Regions from separate parts of the Mus musculus genome. Here regions 1 and 3 are each linked to region 2. Evidence: chromatin contacts called from public HiChIP or PLAC-seq data. All regions are on one chromosome and are shown on one strand. Each heading gives the region's core, a stretch centred on a gene start, on an enhancer-like site or on the middle of the called end of the contact. The rest is flanking DNA. Distances are from core to core; before and after follow the strand shown. Region 1 holds the start of Il7r (interleukin 7 receptor). Region 2 has its middle 100 kb from the start of Prlr. Region 3 has its middle 37 kb from the start of Il7r.

What was found. HiChIP or PLAC-seq counts read pairs in DNA pulled down with a chosen protein or histone mark.
Region 1: a contact with region 2 is called in an H3K27ac HiChIP or PLAC-seq map of bone marrow-derived dendritic cells, with 7 times the contacts expected there. The contact joins the promoter of Il7r here to the enhancer-like site in region 2. A contact is called at or near these places in 8 of 39 promoter capture datasets (the 3T3-L1 cell line, the C10 cell line, embryonic stem cells and 3 more), 1 of 15 datasets of contacts at CTCF or cohesin (pro-B cells), 1 of 484 Hi-C or Micro-C datasets (CD4 T cells), 10 of 115 datasets of contacts at active chromatin or transcription factors (the 230-238 cell line, CD8 T cells, the SCID.adh cell line and 6 more) and 2 of 9 other capture datasets (adipose tissue and macrophages).
Region 3: a contact with region 2 is called in an SMC1A HiChIP or PLAC-seq map of large pre-B cells, with 6 times the contacts expected there. The contact joins two enhancer-like sites. A contact is called at or near these places in 1 of 15 datasets of contacts at CTCF or cohesin (large pre-B cells) and 1 of 484 Hi-C or Micro-C datasets (bone marrow-derived macrophages).

The regions. Positions count from the first base shown.
Region 1 is chr15:9,527,728-9,531,175 of GRCm38.p6, reverse strand. It overlaps Il7r (interleukin 7 receptor), which reads left to right and starts at 1,300. Exons shown (of 8, transcript NM_008372.4): 1 at 1,300-1,515. The coding sequence starts at 1,434.
Region 2 is chr15:10,073,073-10,076,426 of GRCm38.p6, reverse strand. No RefSeq gene overlaps it. Among named protein-coding and RNA genes, the nearest start is that of Prlr, 100 kb to the left of the region's middle. Within about 2 kb of position 1,281, at least 55 of the 459 cell types and tissues checked have an H3K27ac peak or open chromatin away from gene starts, as enhancers often do. A contact at or near this core is called in the 230-238 cell line, CD8 T cells, bone marrow-derived dendritic cells and 3 more, where this site is marked.
Region 3 is chr15:9,490,939-9,494,314 of GRCm38.p6, reverse strand. No RefSeq gene overlaps it. Among named protein-coding and RNA genes, the nearest start is that of Il7r, 37 kb to the left of the region's middle. Within about 2 kb of position 2,019, at least 20 of the 459 cell types and tissues checked have an H3K27ac peak or open chromatin away from gene starts, as enhancers often do.

The DNA of each region.
Region 1 (3,448 bases), core at 51-2,550, 550 kb after region 2:
AAGACAAGCCTAGACCCTCTGCACATATGTAACAGTTGTGCAGCTGGGTCTTCATGTGGGACTCCTAAAACCGAAGCCAGGGCTGTCTCTGACTACATTGCCTGCCTTTGGAAGCCTTTCTGCTAACTGGGCTGCCTTTTCTAGTCTCGAGAGAAGAAGATGTGCCTAGTCTTACTGCAGCTTGATATGTCAAGGCTGGTTGATATCCAAGGGAGGCCTCCCCTTTTCTGTGGAGAAATGGAAGAATGTTAGAGAAGGTTGGAGGGAAGGGAGAAAGAGGGATTGGGAGCAAAGGATGGGGGGGGGGGCGCTGCAGTCAGAATTTAGGATAAATAAATAACTTAATCAATTCTTAAAATGATTTAAGAAAAGGATCCACAGAACCTACTTAGTTCAGCTCTTGTGCTCATGAGTGTATAACTGCCCACTAGAGCTTGAGCAACCTACCATGGGACACACTTTTAAAGAAAACTAACTCTTAATCGCCTGGTATTTGTCAACCTGCCAGGAGGGCCTCAGCTAGGGATGTGGCCTCTTGAACACCTGCTCTGTCCATATTGGAATGTGGATTGGTGTGATCTCATGCCAGTCTTGTGTCACAACCATAGCTTCTGTGAAATTATGAACACAAAGATCCTATTATTTTTATAATAGATAATTTCACTGTATTTCTCTTTGGCTCCTGCCTCTTCTGATCTTTCCTTCTCTCCTCCATGGTGTTCCCTGAGTTCTTGAGGGGAGTGTTTCATGGCTGGTACTATAAATCTGACCACGAACCCGTGCCAGGGAGGTCTTAGAGCATAGGGGAAAACACAGGACTATTGTTTGTTTAAAAGACAGAGTATCAAACTGTCTTCTAGACATTTGTCCTTATACCCATAGAATAGTGCAGCCTTGCCTCTCATTAGAGAAGCTCTTTTCTCACTTCTCTCTCAGAGAGCAGAGAACTGGGCGTGACCATTGAGGGTTCAGCCCTAAGTGGGACAACTCTATCCTAGCATCATTATTCCTAAAACAAGAGCATCCCCAACCAACTGAGGAGCATCGTAAGTGTGGATTTTGGCCTTGTGATCCTGTTACATTGGACCCTGAGATCATCTGAAGCATCACTTGAAGTCTACCACCTTGCTCAAAAGTAAGCAGTTAAGTTCAGGAGCTTCAGGGAATACCAAGATGCAGGAAAAAAAAAAGTCACACTCTACCTCTCCGTTTTCTCTACCTCTGCTTACAGCAGCAATCCTTTTGCTCAGACTTCCTGTTTCTGGCACTTGCCTTCTTCTGTGATGTTCATAGTTCCCTGTCTGTGGTTTAGCAGGCACAGAGCTGGTTTGGGTCTCCCTCTCTCTCATTCACTTGCACATACAAGCGTGCTTCTTCTCTATTCTTTCTCTCTCTCTCTCTCTCTCTCTCTCTCTCTCTCTCTCTCTCTCAGAATGATGGCTCTGGGTAGAGCTTTCGCTATAGTTTTCTGCTTAATTCAAGCTGTTTCTGGAGAAAGTGGAAATGCCCAGGATGGTGAGTCATTTCTAACTCCTTTTTTAAAGGATTTCAGATTACCTGTAGCATATATGATCAAGTTACACAGTTCTCTAACAGGGCAAGCAAGAATTTAGCACTAATTAGGTTGTTTTGTGGGTATTAATCACCAGGACAGAGGGAATGATGACAATACTGCAAATGGCTTGTAACTCTCAAGAACTGTCAAGAAGCATTGAGTTTCATTCAAATTCTGGCTCATAAATGTGGATGTATGCTGGTAATTTCAAAAAAGAAACCTCATATCAGTTCTTTGTTGGAGCTTTTTGGATGATCGCTTCCAAAACTGTATTAGACTGAAAAATCAAGCCATTGTTGTTTTGACTGTTTATGGAGTTCTAAAACCCTAGATACCCATGATAAATTAATGGCCAGAAACGAGAGGTTTGTGTATTCACCAAAACTGTATTTCTAGTGTCTAGAGTTTAGAAGTTACTCTATAATGTATTTCTTCAACATACTTTAGCTTTGGCAGATTCATGTTAGATTGCTGATGAATAATTCAGTAGTATGCTAAGGAAGGTGTCTTCTTTGAAATACACAGGGTTGCTTTTATATTCAGAGAATCCATTATATGGTCATCATAATTCTCCTCAGAATCCATAAAATACTTAGACCTTGACTTCTTAAAAATAGGCATTTTAATTACAGGACTGTACTCAAACGTCTCTGGCAGACACAGCAGCTACATGGAATGTGAATCTCCAATTTGTTTCTACAAATTAATTAAACTGTTTTCATACACACACACACACACACACACACACACACCATTAAAAGGGGAATGTGTGTGTGTGTGTCTTTGTGTATGTGCGTGTGTGTGTGTGTGTGTGTGTGTGTGTGTGTGCATCCTGCCTCTGGTTCCTGAGTGCTAGGATTAAAGGCAGACACCACCATGGCTGGCCTATATGTGCATTCCTAAACTGGGTGCAGTAGTACATCCCTGTAGTCCTGAAGCCTAAGAGGCTGAGACAGAAAAATCATCTTTGTTCCAGACCAGTTAAAGCTACATTGCATAAGCTTGTATCAAATACATCTGTATTTTCTTTATGCACAGTATCAATACACATCAGCCTAGCTCTGTAGTTTAGCTCTTCAGTCAAATGCCTTTAGTTGTGCATCCTAAGCTTAGATATTTGTGTGACTTTACTTTGTAATCAGCAAGGATGGAAAACCCTTGCATGTTCTTATGAAGAGAATCATCAGAGGAGTCACACTCTTCAGCATGACGGAGCATGAGTCACTTGGTGAGGGAGAGTCATTATCTCATGTTAAATGTGTGCAAATAGCTGGCAGGAAGCACGAGAACCATGCTGCTGTTTGGTACAATCCTTTGCCCCTATGCTTCCCTCTTGGCCATGCTATTTCTTACAAAAAAAAAAAAAAAGTAAAAATTCTTGCTGTTAAACAGGATTTTCACTTCACCTTTTTAAATTTTGAAATGTTTTTAGATTGATGATCATAACCACCCATATGCGTCACATAGGCATGTCACGATACCTCCCACTTTGTGCTGGCAGCAATCTACTAGTCAATTTTCTAGTAACTAAAGGATAGTCAAATCAAGCAAAGGGAACCGCAAAAGCCCTGACAGTTCAAGCTCTTCATCAAGTAATCACTGTCTTCTAAATGACACTGCCTTACTTAGAATATGTATTCCAAATGCTTTAAATTTCTATACCTAGAATTTTTACTTAATGCTTAGATGCTTCCTATTGAACACTGTGACCATTGTTCCACATAATGTCAAAACCACAGTAAGAATAAAAGCTTCCATTGATATACTACAATTTTTTTTCAAAAAAACTCCAAATGCTGCATGTATATTTGCATAATTATAATTCACATATTGCCTTTCATACTGATTTCTCCAAGACTCCTGGGAGAGCTCTCACCCTTACTGAGAACTTAC
Region 2 (3,354 bases), core at 32-2,531:
AGATTGGAAAAATCCCACCCATTCCTATGAAGAGGAAAACCCAGAGAATGAAAGGAAAAGAGAGAGTATTTAGGTTGTTTGGGTTTTATTTAAAATCTACGCCTTGGAGATTTTCTGTGTATCTCCCAGCTGCTATGTATGCTGCACAATACACATTTGCAGTTTTGTCTTACTCCCAACTGTAGAGCTAACAGTGGACAATAGGTGTTATCACAGAGCAGTGCTGTCTCCCCTGACAGCTGCCTCATCAAAGTTCTCAGCAGGGTGCTGGGAGATTGGAACATCTTTCCTTTTGGTGAATGTGGCTCAAAAGAAGGGAAGCTTTACCTGCCTGGAATACCCTGCTTATTAAAGCTTTCTTTAGTGACAGGATGCTACCACCGAAGGACTTTTTAAATTGTTTTCTCCAAGCAGCTTGCAATGCGTAACTAGGCTTCAGCTAACAGGCTTTAGGTTAATTTAAGACAGATGGCTCTGTTGTGGCTGAGAGAGACGATGCTGTTCTGCTCATATCTTATTTCAGTGCAGATCTGTCCTCTGCCGTGTTGATGTAGTCACTGAGGTGACCCCAGCAGGCCTGTATGTCCTTGTTTGGAAACATGCCAACCATCTGTCTAGGGTGGATAATCTTCACGTCACAGGCCTGAGTTCGCACCTTCGCAGTTCATGCAATGCTGATATGGATTTGAAACCTGGAATTTTATTATGAATTAATCAATAGCAGTAGCTTTCATGTATTAAAAACACCCTGCACCCGGTGTAGCAGGTTACATCATATCAGAGCTGAAATGGACCACAGAGCAAAGACTGTTCCACTTTAATATGAATCAATGAAAGATCAGAGAGGGGTGCCACAAACCCAAAGTAACTCAGATTTTAAAATTGAGACAAAACCTCAACTTTCAATTTCGAGTCTTCTACTTGTTTCCCCTTCTTGTTCCCCCAAATGAAGTATATTTACGAATCAATGTCTAACTCTTTGAGGATAAGAAATGGATGTCTGAGGATTTAGTTGGAATAAGAGGTGGGAATAAGCATTTATATATGGGTTGAAAATTCTCTTATGCTAGAGAGAGTATAGTCTGTCCAATAAAAGAAGACAGAAAATGACTTTGTTGAACGACCAAAGGACACTAAAGGACACCTACAAGCCAATCTGTTTTCCAGCTGCTTCTCAGATCCCTCTGTTCCCTCGTCTTTATCATTTTCAGTCGCTCTCCATCCCCAGTGTCACTGCCATGCCTCACTCTGGTCTGCCTACCACCTTTTCGCTTCTCCTCCGTGGTCTTTCCCTCCAGTTCTCACATCCTGTTTTGGGTTTCAGTTTCTTCTCTATTCTGGCGTCAATCATGTTACGATTGAACGAAAATCTAGAAACACCTGAGCATGTTGTCTGAAGCCTGAGAGCATGACAAGGATGTCTCAAGGGCGATTATTTCCCCCCAATTATTTTACCATTAAAAAAAATCCCTCTCTTGTTCTAACAAGTTTAATCTTTATATTATGGTCTTTTAGTAAACTTCCTCAGTTTTTTATTTCCCTTGGAATATTTCCCCTGTGTTTACCTTCTCTTGACAGAAAAGAAAAAGCTGTTTTTCTGAGAAGTCTTTTGCCCCCTGGTTGAGAAAGAGAAAGCTGGTACCTTAAGGTATTATTTTAAAAATTCACATTATAGGTTCACAAAACTATGCTTTATAGAAGTTGTTTTGAAAAATCTATATGTTTTATTGACCACTTCTGCTAGTAGAAAAAAAATCAATTTGAACCATCTTTTGAAATGCTCAGAGATTATATATACTTATTTTTAAAATATATAAAAATAAAAATTTTGGAGAAAAACACAATGATACAATTGCTTGGGAAGATGTAAAAGATACTCAGCATATATTTGATAAAAGAAAATAAAGTGAATAGTATTTATTAATTTAAAAACATCTTTAGATACAAAATACTTGCAGAGAGCATCAAATATTTGTCATAATTGGGAGACTGGTTTGTCATTAGTCCTAGCAACTTATAGGATGACAAAGATCTTAAGTGTTTATGAACATTAAGTGCCATTACTACGTAGGTGAGAGCGTCACCAATGAAAGAAATTTCAAATTGAGGATACATGTTTTAAAGATAGAGGACAAAATGGTAAAAGACCCACTTGAGTACATTTTGTTAAAAGTACATTGTAGCTTATGTTATTTTTGTTTTTTACTAGCTCTGTTTTTACCAATATCTGTCATTGGAAATGGAATAAATGTTCTCTGTATATTGCTTGGGGCTGTTTTCGATAGGACTTTGTGTACACTGACGACCACAGAGGGAGTTTCAGTTGAAGGCCAAAATAGAAATGGCACGGTTTACAAATCTTGTTACATTCATTTTCAAAAGCAATGTAATTGTCTCTTGGAAACTACAAAACAAAACACATTTTTACTATTTATTACTCAAACGTGTTTGCCACCTTTATTCTTAAATGCTACTAATATTTTAGGTTTCTAACTAGTGCACAGAAAAAATATTTAGGGCACAAGATGGAAGAATAAATGCTTGTGTTTGTTATGAGAACACTAAAGCTAATGGGAATAAGGCCCCACCCCCAATGGGCCCAGATGGAAGTTGAAAAATAAAATGATTGTGCAAAATGAAACTCAAGAAGGACTTGAAGGAAATGAGGAATGTGTCACCTGTGTGCCCTTACAAGCTTGGTGCTAAGTCAGCTTGGAAAGGGACATTTTAACAGAGTTGACACTTAGGTACTTCGAAAGTATAAACACATCTTCTTGCTCCTCCATGGTCATAATGATACCTTCGGTGATTTCCATTTGTGATTGATTTTAGGAAGATCAAAACCCTGCATCATAAGGTAGCCACATTTCTAGATTCAAGTCTTCAGTCAAGTGGACCATTCATGGTAGTCCTGGGCCCTGGACACATTTGAAGTTTATGGAACTTATTTTAGCTTTATGAATTGCTTAGTGAGTGTAATAAAATTCATTTCAGGCTCGTCACTAGCATATTCCTTTCTGCCTTAATGAACAAGCCTGTGCACTTTATTAACAAGAAATATTTCAGTCTTTCTTTTGGGAAGGTTCTAGTGGACTGAGGTGAAATTCTAGGTATGCAAACTTGAACCTCATTCCTGGTCCAATTTGTTCCCTGCCTGTCTTTGTGAGTTGGACAATAGGAACTAACTCTAAGTGTCTCATTTTCTCATGTGTAATTGCATAGGTTTGAGTGAAAAATCTAGTAAGATGCTACTTAAAAACCAACTTCACAGTAAGGGCCTACAGCAAGTGCTTCATAAATACCACCTTCGTTGGTTATGATGCACGAGTCATCCATACCTGCTCAGTGGTACCC
Region 3 (3,376 bases), core at 770-3,269, 580 kb after region 2:
GTCTTAATGGGGATGCCAATGTAGTTGATACAAGATGGATAGGTACTGCTCACATGGTTAGTGGGGTGGTGGGTCATGTCTATGAGCTATGACTAGCCTAAGAACATGTATTTCAGGGGTCTAAAGAGTTGTAACTAGAGGAAATGGCAGAGTTAATGGAGATCAACAATTTAGCAAGCAATTTGAATGTTGTTATTTTCCTATAGGGGCTAGATACACTTGCAAAGATGCGTGGCCTTAAGAACTTCATGTGGCACATTGTCTCCCACTTGAGCCAGACAAGGCAGCCATGGAGTGTGAGTTTCATGTCTGCTACAGATATGCTGGGAGCCTCGTTCCAGCCCATGTATGTTCTTTAGTTGAGGGTACAGGGGAAGGACTCTGTAAAGGAGGGACCAGGAAGTACAGGAATGCTTAAGATGGAGAGAGAGAGAGAGAGAGAGAGAGAGAGAGAGAGAGAGAGAGAGAACTTCATGTGGGAGCTGGAGAGATTGCTCAGCATTTAAGAACTTGCTGTTCTTGCAGAAGACCTCAGTTCAGTTCTCTGCACCCAAATGGCAGCTCAAAACTTCCTATAAGTCCAGTTCCAGGGCATGTGTTGTTCTCTTCTGGTCTCCTGAGATTCATACATGCACACAGTGCACACAAGTTCACACAGGCATGTACACACACACACACACACACACACACACACACACACACACACCTATAAAATAAATCTTTTTCATGAAAGGCATTTAATAATTTGGGGACCCAAGTTGTCATTTCCGTGAAGATACCACATTTCCCTTGCTCTTGTGTGGGAATTCTTCCGTACATCATCTGGACATCTGAGTGTACCTGAAAACCTAGTGAAAACCTCAATTTCTAGAATACAAGTTTCTGTATGGAGGCTTTCTTCTGACCAGACTTAATTTCAAATAGTAAGATACAAATTATACATTGCAAAGATCTATATTAAATGTAAGATTGTCTACATCTGAACATTTTTATTATAATAACTAAAGGTAAAATTCTACAAGGATCTAGAAAGAATTAACATACATACAAACACAAACTCATATATACATATATCATGCTAGCAACAGATTATCACATGAGATCAAAGAAGAACTGGACTAATAGAGACTGTGGCAGCATGCTTTGAGCCTGCACAGATGAAATCTGGAGATTCCAATGGTCAAAACTAGGTTTTCCTTTGCAAATGGGGTGTCATTTGCAGACAAAACAAATGTATTCCCTTATGTATCATGGAGTTGGATGTCCAAAACACATTATAAATGGCTAAAGATCCAAGTGTTCACTGGACTGCATTGTTCTGGACTCTCTATAGAATTCATTCCTTGCTTTTCTCATTTCTCATGCAAATAGTAGTCTCTAGACTCTAGAGTCCAGATCATCCCTCTATCATGCTTATGGATACTTGCAACCTCTGTTTCCCTTATCATAATTTCTTCTTTGGATGTTGCCCTCTTCCCTTCTCCTATTGAGAACTGATGTGGTTATATTAAACTTACTTAGATGAGTATAATCTCTCCATTTCAGTATGCTCACTGTAATCACATCTACAGAGCCGCTTTGTTCTCTGCATATGCTCTTGTAATCAGGTATGTCCATCTTCAGAAGCCTATTGTGTAAAGTTCCTTGTGTAATTTCTGGTCTATCTTCATTTTCATTACATCTCAGATACTATCTTCTCTGGAAGGGCATTGCCTTATAGATCAGGAGTTGGCTTATTGATGTCAGTACCACACCAATTTGTGATTACTTTGTTCTGTGATTCCTCTCTGGACTTTAAGTATTATGGCATTGAGGACTACAGTTACAGGACTTTGTGTCTCTTGCTAAACACAGTACCAAAGGAGAGGATGGATGAACACATTAAAAAATAATGTTGCTTTGTTTTTTCATCAGTGTTCTAAATAAAAAGACAAGCTGAGCTGCCCAGAAAGAGCTGGCCCCACGTCCCTGAGAAGTACTGCATCTGGGCAGCCACGTGCAAGGAGTCAGTTGCCTTCCCGGTCAACATTTCCCTCCCCAGCTGTGCTCTTAACCACTGTGACCACAAAAGTGGGGAAATTATAGAGTGAGAAGGGGTAAGAATTTTCCTAGTTTCACTCCTCTGATAATTATCTACATTTAATTTTGCTTAATGATAAATTTAGTTCATTTAAGATCCCCATGAAAGTCAACCTTAACTTCTGAATTACAACACTGTGTACCTTTGTGCAGACATTTTGATATAGCTTGAAGTAACAGCTGTAAAAAATAAGAAATGTTATGCATAAAAGTTGGTGAGTCCAAGGAACATATTAACACTCCTCAAGATGTGGACAAAAACAAAATGTGACACAAACAACAGGCAAATCCCCTGAGGTTGGGAAAATAACCTGAAGGAACATTTCTGTTGAAACACTTCAGTTAATCTGGAACATTCCTCAACTGTAAATTATTGTGCCGTATCTTTCTATTTAAGATAAATATTTATCATCCTGAAGGCAATACATCACTTAGTACAGAAAAAGATTTCTGTTGCTGTCACATTTGCTCCTAAATGTGTAAGTTGTTTAAGACCTTGGATCAAAATATTTAGAATTCTCCAAAGTATTTTAATGTTAATCTTAGCTGCTAGTATACTGAATTATTAGAGAAAATATTATTATTACTTTTAGAGACTGGAAAATCAATAATTTAATTATATAAAATTTCAGTAAATGCTGTAATATGATATTGATAAATACACTGTAAAATTTATACTAGGTAGTAATACATTTTCTTAAAGTCAAATTGCGAACATAGATTTCAATAATAACTAGTATTTTGCTTTGAAATACACAGTAAAATTCTAAAATAACTTAAGACAATGCCATTCTCAGTTATGAGCTACTAAAGTGTACCAATAGATTTAAAAATATGAACTTATGTCAGCATTGGAAACTGAAGTTACTTCCTGCTTATGAAACACCAAAGAATAGAGTAAATAGAGTCGAGGCTTCCTAAGGCATTTCACTTGCAATATTTCCACGTGTTTATTTACTCCTTTAAACCTTTATTGGGTTTTTACTATTAAACCAGCATAGAATTTGATTTTACATCATAGTCAACAAACATCAACCTCTATAATTTAACAAAGATTCTCTTATCTCATATTAATAGGCCATCATGTTCAATAACTTATGATCATTTTCTTTAAATTTTACATTTATGTACTATGTGTAGATTGTCCCCTGCCTTCCTTCTGCAATCATTCCAGTTCCTCTCCCTTTATGGCTTACTATCAAATACATGGCTTCTTTTTCTTTAATTGTCTTTGTTACATATGTACACACATAAATGAACAAATCTATAAATACGACCCAGTGATCCGACTAATTCA